2 separate regions of the Pan troglodytes genome follow, and region 2 is linked to region 1. The links are chromatin contacts, called in public Hi-C maps. All regions are on one chromosome and are shown on one strand. The core of a region is the stretch at or near the end of the contact, and the rest is flanking DNA. Distances in the headings are between cores, read along the strand shown.

Region 1 (5,289 bases), core at 1,499-3,998:
TAGAGTTGCTAGGAGGATATTAGGAATAATGATAAAACAATGAATATAAGACACCTGACCCAGGACTTGATATATAGTAAGTGCTCAAGAAAAAGAGCGGCGGGAGAAAGAGGGAAACACCCTAACAAAATCTGGCAAAAAAAAAAAAAAAATCAAAGTGCTTTGAAAAGCAATTGTTGATATTTTTGCTTTTGAAATAATGAAATGAAAATGAAAGAAATAATCACAGCCAGATCACATTGGTTATTTTAACCGTGATGCATTGCTGTAAAATGCAGAGCCCTACTAAGATGTTCCAGCAACATAAAATTGTGGAATTCATCACTCTATCACATGTGTGTGTGAGCATGTGTGTGTGAGAGAGAGTGAGAGAGACATCTGTTTGACTCAGAAAACACAATCATCTTCAGTGTGCCACACAGTGTGCTGAGGTTACAGGATAAACAGGGCAAGTTCCTGTCATCAAGAAACCTATACTTTATCAATATCTCATCTCCCTCTCTGTCTCTCTGAAGCTCTCTCCTCTTTTTATTTAGCACTTACTAGGTTATAGGCACTGTGTCAGGTATTTTACATCATTTCACCTAATTCTCATAGCAACCTGATCAGACAGGATCTGTTATTCACACTTCATAGTAAAGAATCCTAAGGCCACATAACTGTTCAGGGCAGAGCAAGGATGTGAAATCAGGTTTCTTTATTAACCCCTAGGTCCTCTATAACTTCCTATAGGAGCACAAACGTGTGATATCTTTCCTCGTCCTTCCTCGTCATAAGGATGGCACCCTTATAACAAAAGAAAGGATGACAAGAGAAAAGCATGATAATTTTTTTAAATGAAAGTTTGGTGTGACATAAGAACCTTCAAAATGAAGACCCAATGAGCTACAGAAAACTATCCATTTTTATGCTTAGATTCAATGAAGAATGGACTGCCATGTAGAAATGTGATCAGGCAAGAGGATATGATCTAATGGTAACAGAGGGGATCTCAGCATGATCTGTCTGTTCCTATTCTTCTCGGCTTCTCTGGGTGACATTTCTTCCTCCCAGGTTTGGGGTAGGATTCCTCCGAAATGAGAGTCTGATGACCTGCTATCCAATAAGGTAGGGCAGAGAATTTCTTTTTGGCCAGCTCCTCCACAGTAAGGTGGGAGAAAGTTAGTGTAGCATTTCTAGTTTCTGTGGCTGGTTCTGGGCAAAAAAGATGAGTGGGAGCAGAACTTCAAAAGGATCTCACTTCTATGAACTCCCTATGTCCTTCAGCTCAAAGTACTCAGCAGGCCATGGTGCCATACTTTGGGGTATCATGTTCTAAACGCCAACATTCCCAATTCTACTCCTATGAATTGATAAGCATAGATAGAAAGTTCACCAGGTATAACATAAAATACTAGCTATGTGGTGCCTCTCTGTGTAGATCATAACAGCATAGGGTAGGAGCTGAGAACAAGGATTTCAAACTTGGCTAGATCTAGGTTTGAATTCTTGTGGTACCACTTAGCTCTGTGGAGAGAGAGAGAGAATTGGATTGAAACATGATATAAAGTTTACATAAATACATACACACCATACACACACACACACACACACACACACACACATACATGCACATACCACCACTCCCATAGGCTCACTGTGAAAGGTACCTTAAGAGAAGACTGAGATCTAATTCAATCTCCTTACTTTGCAGTGGAGAAAATCAACCCTCGGTGGGGACAAGGGCACAGTGGATTTCCTGCCAGTGCTCCCACAGGGAGGGAGAGACTGTCACCATTGGTACCCCAAGCTCCAGCACCTCAGCCCTGTGCTTTTCCCAGCACTGCATCCCAGGAGCCCAAATTTTCTATAAATGTGTCCAAGTTTTCAAGTGGTTACTCCTGAGGTCAAAGGAAATGGCCATCCCGGATAATGCAGACTCTTGAAGAGGAAGAAAGTTCCTCTCATTCTGAGATTTTCCTCTATCTGCTTCGTAGAGGTCAAGAGAAGGGCAAGGGAAAGCTCCCATGACTTGACTCCTAGGTCTTCACATCCAAGAATGTAGTGGAGGTTTAAATAAATCAGGCTGTAGGCAACAATTCAGACAGGCTCCCCCACATGTTTTATGATTTTTGTTTTGTTCTGTTTTGTTTTGTTTTGTGTTTTTGTTTTTTTTTTCCCCCTAGTGGATACCATCAGCTGTCTTGTTGCTACGAGACCAGAGTGGGTGGGAAAGGCCAACAGCCATATTTTTCAAACTTATCTGCAAAACCGGTTTTGCCCTTGCTCCCCCAAGGGGTTCTACTTCCTTAGGAACAGGATGTTACAACTAGGCAGATGGAGAGAGTGAGACTACATTTTTCGAGAAATGGACTGAGCTTTTCCTGGACATTTGGTGTCATCCAGCAGAGTACTGGGAGCTGCCAATTACAGGTCTGATGCAATGTTTGGGAAACAGCCGCAGAGTACACATGACTCAACAAAATATTACGATTTGCATTCCTATCTCTTGGGAAGTTGCACTTATCAGCACCAACAAGTGTCATGCGGTCAGCGAGAGTGCTGGGCTGAGTTTGTCATTGGAGAATTAAAAAGGAATTAAAAAAAAAAAAAAAAAAAAACCAAGAAGGGGTTGTGGGGAGGTGAGTGTTTGAATCATTCCGGGACTTTCCTTTCGGGTTGCATTCCAATCAGACAGACCTAAACCTGGCAGAGCCATATCATTGCTCAATGTCAGAAACATTCGCCTGGAATGCGGGGACATGTGAACTTGGACACCCCCTGCAGCTTCCTTGTGTGGCCCAGAATGCTGAATCCACCATAAACACACCATCAGGAGAGCAGAGGCAGAGCCCAGAGCCGGGGTTAGTGGGGAAGTGGCACATTTCATATAAAAGAAGACACAAAATGTGATGCTCTCGGCAGCATTCCCTCTAAGGCCTTTGTACAGGCTCACAATGCACACTGATGACCCAAGCAGAGATGGAAAATGAGCTGGTGCATTTTTTTTTTTTTTTTTTTGCCCTTAGAAAAAAGTAAGAATGTGAATTAACTTCCTCCTTCTCTGGGCTTCTACTTGGCAGTCTGAGACAGACCAAAAAAAAAAAAAAAATCCCTATTTCCAAAGAACTCTAAAACTCTAAAAGTGGATATATGTGGACATCAAATTCCCCGCCCTGCCCCTGTCCAGGGACCTTTTCCACCCCAGCTAAGATAGTCAGGGTTCAATCCTTGTCACATGAGTATAAATTAGAACATAAATCAGCATACCCAAAAGCCCATTTACACCTTGCAGCTTGTTCCCGAGCTCAGTCTCCCAGCCAGCAGAGAACTGATCATTGGCAGAGCATTCTGGGTAACTATATGCAAATAATATCACTCCTCCACCCCAATACAGAAGAAAGGAAGGCATCGTAGCCAATCGGCCATTAACAGCAGAAAATAATGGCACAGGGTGCGATGTTCGCAAGGGTCGGAGATACACAGAGTCTAAAAAGTAAAAACAGTCAAGCTAAATCAAATGCATATTATAAACAGGCAGATAGTAAGAATGTGATGGCTTTGTTGTATTTAATTGTCACAACAACCAATGGGATACATACAATAGCTTTTCACATTCACCACTCTGATGATAAACCAGTCAAAACAGCATTGGCAGTCCCTATCACACAGAAGGTATAAACTTACTGCTAAAACAGTGACGATTACTCATGCCAGCTGTCAGAGATGATGCACTCTTTCACATAGGATAGCAATTAGCTGAAATAATCCCAAACCACTGTTGCCCTTAATCCCTAATTGCCTATCTGGGTTTGTGGTTTTGTCTACCAAAACAGACATATAGAGTAGCAAGTGAAAGGGCTTTCCAATGAAGATTCTAGGGTGAGGTTGAGTGTGTCTTTTTGGAAAACTGACAGGTGCACAAAAGATCAGACAGCCAACTGAGGGAGACCAAAGGCAGCATGTTCAAAATTGAGTTTACTGCCCTTTAAACTCTAGAATTAGGGAGGAGGTAGAGGTAGGTTGAACAGAAGATAGAATCACAGTAACTGTGAGCTCAGAGCCGATCCCACTATGGTTTTGGTTATGAACTGATTGGGTGACATTAACATTTTATTCATGGAGGCAATATAATGTAGTGTCATAGATATCAGCAGCCTTAGTTCTCCTTTACAATCTGATAACTCTCATTATGTAACATCAGACAAGTCACTTCTTCTTCATGGGACAAAAGAGCTGAACCCAAGATTACACTTAAAGCTATGGCTATGATTCCTACAAAGGCATTTATAAGTTATCTCTCAGAAGACAGAGTTTAATCAGAGTATATGGCAGTTGATAAAACAATGAGTCACATTGAAATCTAGATTTGTATTTTGAGAAGGTAGTAAAAGAGTGTGTCAAATTCTCCTTCGTGGCCGGGCGCAGTGGCTCTTGCCTATAATCCCAGCACTTTGGGAGGCCAAGGCAGGTGGATCACCTGAGGTCAGGAATTCAAGACCAGCCTGGCCAAATGGCAAAACCCTGTCTCTACTAAAAATACAAAAATTTGCCAGGCATGGTGGTGGGTGCTTGTAATCCCAGCTACTTCGGAGGCTGAGGCAGGAGAATCGCTTGAACCCAGGTGGCGGAGATTGCAGTGAGCTGAGATCGTGCCACTGAAGACACAGCAAGACTAGCTCTCAAAAAAAAAAAAAAAAAAAAAAAGAAAAAACTCCTTTGCATTGTGCAGGACACGCAGAAGAATGTTGTCTCCACAGTGGATGTCCCTTAAATAGGGGTGTGCTTTGACATGTGTCCAGTATAATGGTAATCACTGTCAGGTTAAGCTCTAATAGTGTCTACCGAGCCTTTAGGAAAATTGCCACTAGAAACTTGTCAGCATTATATTGTTAGCATCCAGCACAGTGCAAAGTTGTTGAATAAATGTTTGTTGAGTAAATTGACAGTTCAATGAAACTCAGTTTTGAGTTGAGTTAAAGGTGATATTTCTCTAATGAATATTTGGTCATGTCAATCAGTCAGGGCCACGACTTTCAGCCTCACAATCTTGCCCCTCCTATATTTCCTACATTTGTTAACTCTATTCCCCCATTTATGGTTTATGAAATACCATCCCCCCACATTTGCCTAACAAATTCCTATTCCTATTTTGAAACCTTTCTCAGATGTCTTCTCCTCTGAAAGCCTGTCCTTGCCACAGCCTTGAGGATAACTGATCACTTCCTCTTTTGTGCCCACACTGATACAAAGAACGCAGTGCCTGGCAGATAGTATTACCTCAATACATTTTGATTAATGGGCAGATGA
Region 2 (5,289 bases), core at 1,894-4,393, 680 kb before region 1:
CCGAGGCTCAAACATGGTGAGCTGCTTGCTCAAGAGAAAATTGCTATTAAAAGCAAGGTTTATCCAGCACTAGGATTACCAACATATATGCGCAACAAATGAAATTAACCACTAAAAATATTTCCATTGTATCAGAGATAGTCTCCCCAAAAATCAATGGAAATGGCCCATAGGAAGTCTTTCCTGGTCCTTCTTTCAGGTAAAGCACGAATCTTGTCCCTTTCTGGGTGGTCAGAATCTCCCTGTTTGGCTCTTGGATTCCCCAGAAAGTTCAGGTTGCCTGGGTGGAGAGGAGTAGGGCAGCAGCAGATTCCATCTTACTCAGCCCAGTGACTTCTTTGTCTACACTACGTCTCCCTTTCAGCTCCCAGGTAAAAAAAAATTATGAAAATAAAAAATGGTTCCTTTTCAATGGCAGAGTAAAGATTGGTTCAAAAAGCAGATTTCAAAAATTTTTAAGTGTATGATGTTTTATTTCAGCCTGCAGGGTAGAAAACATCCGGCTGTTTACAGAATTTTGCCGATGCCTTCCTATACTAATTCTTACTCTCTTTCTCCTTCCTTCTAAGGGCCCAGGGCCTTTGTGCTGCCTGTGATAGGCCATGCTTGCACTGCTATAAAGAAATACCTGAGACTGGGTAATTTATAAAGAGATTTAATTGGCTCACAGTTCTGCAGGCTTTTCAGGAAGCATGGTGCTGGCACCTGCTTGGATTCTAGGGAGACCTCAGGGAGTTTTCAGTCATGGCAGAAGGTGAATGAAGAAGAGGCACATCATATGGTAAAAATGGGAGCGAGAGAGAGAGAGAGAGAGAGAGAGAGAGAGAGAGACGAGAAACATCTGGACCGGATCTTGTGGGAAGCTCAGACCCACAGCTCACTTATCACCAACGGGATGGCCTAAACCCTTCATGAGGCATCTGCCCCCATGATCCAAACACCTTCCACCAGGCCCCACCTTCAATATCGAGGATTACATTTCAACATGCGATTTGGGTTGGGACAAATATCCAAACGATATCACAGCCCTTTAGTTAGCCATACCACTCCATTTTCCCCCCAACCTCCGTTATCACTACTCCAAACACTGGAGTTAATTTTCCCCAGCCCCAAACCATATGCCCAATCTTTCATTGTCCTCATCTGAGCTAGTTAAATGAAGCAATCTATATTAACATGAATGGCTGTGTAGGGGCAGAAAGAGGATTATCCCTTTCCTTCCCATCATTAAAGTTGCAGCTGACACTCTTATAACAAAAGACAGTTTAACAAGAGAAATGGATAACAAATTTATTTGATTAGACTTTTATTCAACAATGGCCTTCAGATTGAAGACCCAAAGATACAGGAAAAGCTGTATGATTTTATGCTTAGGTTCAATGAAGCCAGGACAGTCATGTAGAAATGCGATTGGACAAAAAGGTTATGAGCTGATGGTAGTTGAGTGAGGAAACCCACCAAGGCCTGTCTGTCCAGATTCTTCTTGGCCTCTCTGTTGTAGCTTTTTATTTTTTTTCCTCCCAGGTATGGGGTAGGACTTCTCTGGAATAAAGGTCTCAATTTCTTAATGGCCTGCTGTTACACAGAAAGATGAGGGAAGGTTAGAGTAATATTTTCAGGCTTTCTAACTGGCTTTGGGGGAAAGGGGTTCTGGTTTCTCTGACCCATCCTGGGGAAGAGGTATTCTAATTACTATTCCTCAGGAGAGAATAAGGGGCGAGAGACAGGAGGGCAGAAGTTCAAAGAGAAATTTTGCTTATGAGACTTTCATTTTGGAGTATTGGCTTTTCTGAGCCTCAGCAGCAGATTGTCTGAGTCTGTAGCTTTTAGTACTCTACTCGTTTGTAAAAGAAAACACATTCACTATGCAGTATAGGCTTTGGGTGGCCGTGCAATGCAAAAAGTAAAACTTTGCCAGTCCCTGATGACTTTCATTCTCTAAGAGCTTTACATCAATTAACCTATTGATTCCTTTCAGCAACTCTAAGAGTCAAATTATTATCCTTATTTTTTACCGAGAAGGAAACTGAGGCACAGAGAGTTTAAATAGCTTGCTTATAATGAAAAAGCTGGTATTAGGCAGACTTCAGTTTCAAATCCAGGCAGCCTGGCGCTAGAAGCTGGGCCCATTCTTAACCACCGTGCACACTGCCTCTCATCATGTGGTTGTTAACGACATGGGTTGTGGAATCAGGAAACATTTTCCTTCTGGGCATGGCTTTGGACAACTTACTCAATCTCATTAACTTCAGTTTCTTCATCTGTTACATCATAATAATATCAGTACCTGATTTACTTTGTTCTAATGTGGAGTAAAGGGAGTGAAACCTGAAAAGACTAAGCATGATGCCTAACATGTGGAAACAGCACCCCTAATCAATATTTGCTTTCATTCTTATAGTTTTATTTTTGCCAAGGGTGTCACTTGAGACAGCATAGAGGGCCAATATGGGATCATACTTGAAAAACAGCCTTTCTTGGTGTCCTTAAATTACTCTGCATAGAAAACCTATCTTACTCATTCATGAAACTCACTCTGAAAATATATACATGGACATAATGTGCACATATGTTCTTTCCTGATGAGGAAGGTAGGGAGGGCTCCTCCAGTTCTGCTTTGTAATGCATCTGAGCTCCTGAGTATAATATAATCACTTTCTTTTGTGGCTTTGGATTTATATACACATTACAGCCACAGGCATGCAGGCATATATTTTTAGATCACTCTCTGAAAATGGAGCATCCACATTTTTAAAAATAAACTTGTGCTGGGCTAAAGCTGGAATCAATGAGCGGGGAAAAAAACCCCACAATCTACTCTGCCTGCTCCTTGTCTTTGCAGCTAACCGCCAAGTCTTATTCTTCCACCCTGATTCCAACTGATTCTTTTCTTTTCTATGCTAGAACAAGGGGTGCAGATCTCAGCAAATGACCAGAGTGGAGTCGGCTGTTAAATATACATTTCTGGCTCCTAGAAATTTGGCTCCTGACAAATGTTCTTGAAAACTTTTAGGATGTGGCGGCATATTTCAAAGGCTCTCTTAGGAAACCTCAAGTGAAATCAGGCTTCTCACAGATCCTCTTCAGGCTGTGACCTCACCTAGTGCCCATTGCAGGGGACTGGATCCAGTGAATACAATCAACTCCTATCCATGGACTCCGTGAAAGACAGGAAGGACACACCTCTGCTCCCAGTCCACTCAGTGTATCCAAACAGCCAGGAAAAATGTTTTCATGGCTGATTACTGTTGCTGAGGCAACTCTATTGATCCTTCCTATGGTAATATTGGCAGCTTCCCCTGGGGATTGGAGAGTGGGGTTGGGTGACAGTTCTCTGGGTAAGAGACCAAGGCATTGTTAAAAAATTATCCCCATACCACACTCTGTTCCCAGTCCCCAAAAGTCAAATTGCAAAGCCTGATTTTAAACTCTGAAGAAATGCCCAATCTCATGATTGTAGACAAACAGAGCAGAGGAGGTCCCTGGGATTGATGGGAAAGACCTCACTGGAAGAAGCTCAACTTCCCAAGACAGGGATAAGGGGAGGAGTCAGGAAGAAAAGAGAGGAAACAATTGTCATTCAGCTTCTAAAGGGTCAGAGGCAGCACCAGGGGCAAATCCTTTAATTTGCCACTTAGGAAGATTTAGAAAGGTTTTGGGGGGATAGGGGAGGTCAGTGAGAAAATGGGAGATTACAACAATTATAAAGGAAAAGAATTCTGTTCACCCGGTACCTTGGGGAAAGTTTTAAGGCAGACAAGATAGAGAAAAGATATTAGTAAAACTCTCCAGGAATTAATGGTATTGCCAGTGACACAGATTTGTAATCTTCCGGGTTAAACTCAGACAAGATCAAATCCTTTTGGAAATGCAGTCTGCACTTTCGGAACGACAGCAGTCACTGTGACTTCGTCACTTTATGTGCTATTTTGCTTCTAAAGGGCTTCAAAGTGTCTGCTTCTCTTACTCCAGCCTGCCTTCAGAATGAAATGAAAAAAAAAAAAAAAATTGAGGGAACAGATTGACTCTGAAGCATTCCAGAGAGAAGAGGTTCGGCACATAATCCCATTCCAAAACAATGTTATCAAAAACAACTCTTTGCCTTTCACCTTTTCATTGTTTTCTGAACACACCCAGGTGGAAGGAGCTCTAGGTTTGCTTTCAGATTTGCCAGGGATGGAAACTCAGACCCCAGTATCAGCAGCATAACTGCACGATTTATATAACCTCTCTGAGGCTGAGTTTCTGTCACCTCTAAAGTGGGAAGCATATCATTTGAGGAGGCTACCCCAGCATGCTACAGGCTCTTGGAAAACATAACCTATTATTTCTGTTGTATCTAGTGACTCCCAAATGTAAAGCTAACCTATTATGTTAAGAAGACTTAACAAAAGGTTTATAACTATTTGAGGAAATTGATTCCATGCAGGCTTGGGAATTGTTTTCAAAGTCAGAAGAGAAAATGCTATTTTATCAGTATTGCTTAAACAGAGCTTAAATAGTGTCGCTGTTTCTTTTAAGAGGCGAATTGGACTGGGCTCACATTGCACGTATATTTCATCTACAGTTGCCACATATGTGTGTTTTTCTCAGCAAGCAGCACATATGGAACAACTCTTTATGGAAAATAAGAGTGATGTCATCTGCCTAGCAATACCAGGATATGAACTCAGACTCCCACAGTGCCGTTGGATCCACACAGCTACCAGCGCGCTCTGAGGAAGGGAGACTATTTTGAATGTTTCCGGAGTTGTATGCTTTGATTTTCTTCTGAGAAATCACTGGGAGGGTGTAATCTGATTTCCACAAAGAGAAATGGGTGTGTGGGGACAGAAATAGTTTATTCTTAGGGATTCCTAAGGAACTCTTTGAAAGTGTTTCTCATATTTCGGAACAGAAAAGTAAAAAATGGAGCAAATGTGTTCTATTCCCTTTTATGTTGAGGAAAACAGTTCCCCTGTCCTTTCAAGAACTCCTGTCCCAGGGAATCTGCTGAGACTTGCTATTCAGTCTGCATTCTTCTGTGGCATTGCTGAACAGATTAGCTGTAAAGAGAAGTTTAGTGCTTCTCCGATGATTTAAGTTATTTTAAACAAGGATTTCAGGATGAAATGAAAGGAAGCCAGCTATTGGGGCATGTTCTCTCCTTGAGGAAAACCTGTTTGTTTGTTTCCTTGTCTTACAACAGATAATTTAAAAAAATTAAAGTTTATTCATGCAACTGTATTGTGATGGCTTAAATTCCATTCTTTGTAGCTCTATACAATGCCCTTCATTAGCGTTGATCTC

Evidence for each region. A called contact is a pair of places that touch in the nucleus more often than the background predicts.
Region 2: a contact with region 1 is called in a Hi-C map of stem cell-derived neural progenitor cells, with 4 times the contacts expected there. The contact joins two enhancer-like sites. A contact is called at or near these places in 2 of 7 Hi-C or Micro-C datasets (blood and stem cell-derived neural progenitor cells).

The regions. Positions count from the first base shown.
Region 1 is chr7:138,453,055-138,458,343 of NHGRI_mPanTro3-v2.0_pri, reverse strand. No RefSeq gene overlaps it. Among named protein-coding and RNA genes, the nearest start is that of MIR1208, 27 kb to the right of the region's middle. Within about 2 kb of position 2,748, at least 5 of the 24 cell types and tissues checked have an H3K27ac peak or open chromatin away from gene starts, as enhancers often do. A contact at or near this core is called in stem cell-derived neural progenitor cells, where this site is marked.
Region 2 is chr7:139,128,580-139,133,868 of NHGRI_mPanTro3-v2.0_pri, reverse strand. No RefSeq gene overlaps it. Among named protein-coding and RNA genes, the nearest start is that of MIR1208, 700 kb to the right of the region's middle. Within about 2 kb of position 3,143, at least 7 of the 24 cell types and tissues checked have an H3K27ac peak or open chromatin away from gene starts, as enhancers often do. A contact at or near this core is called in stem cell-derived neural progenitor cells, where this site is marked.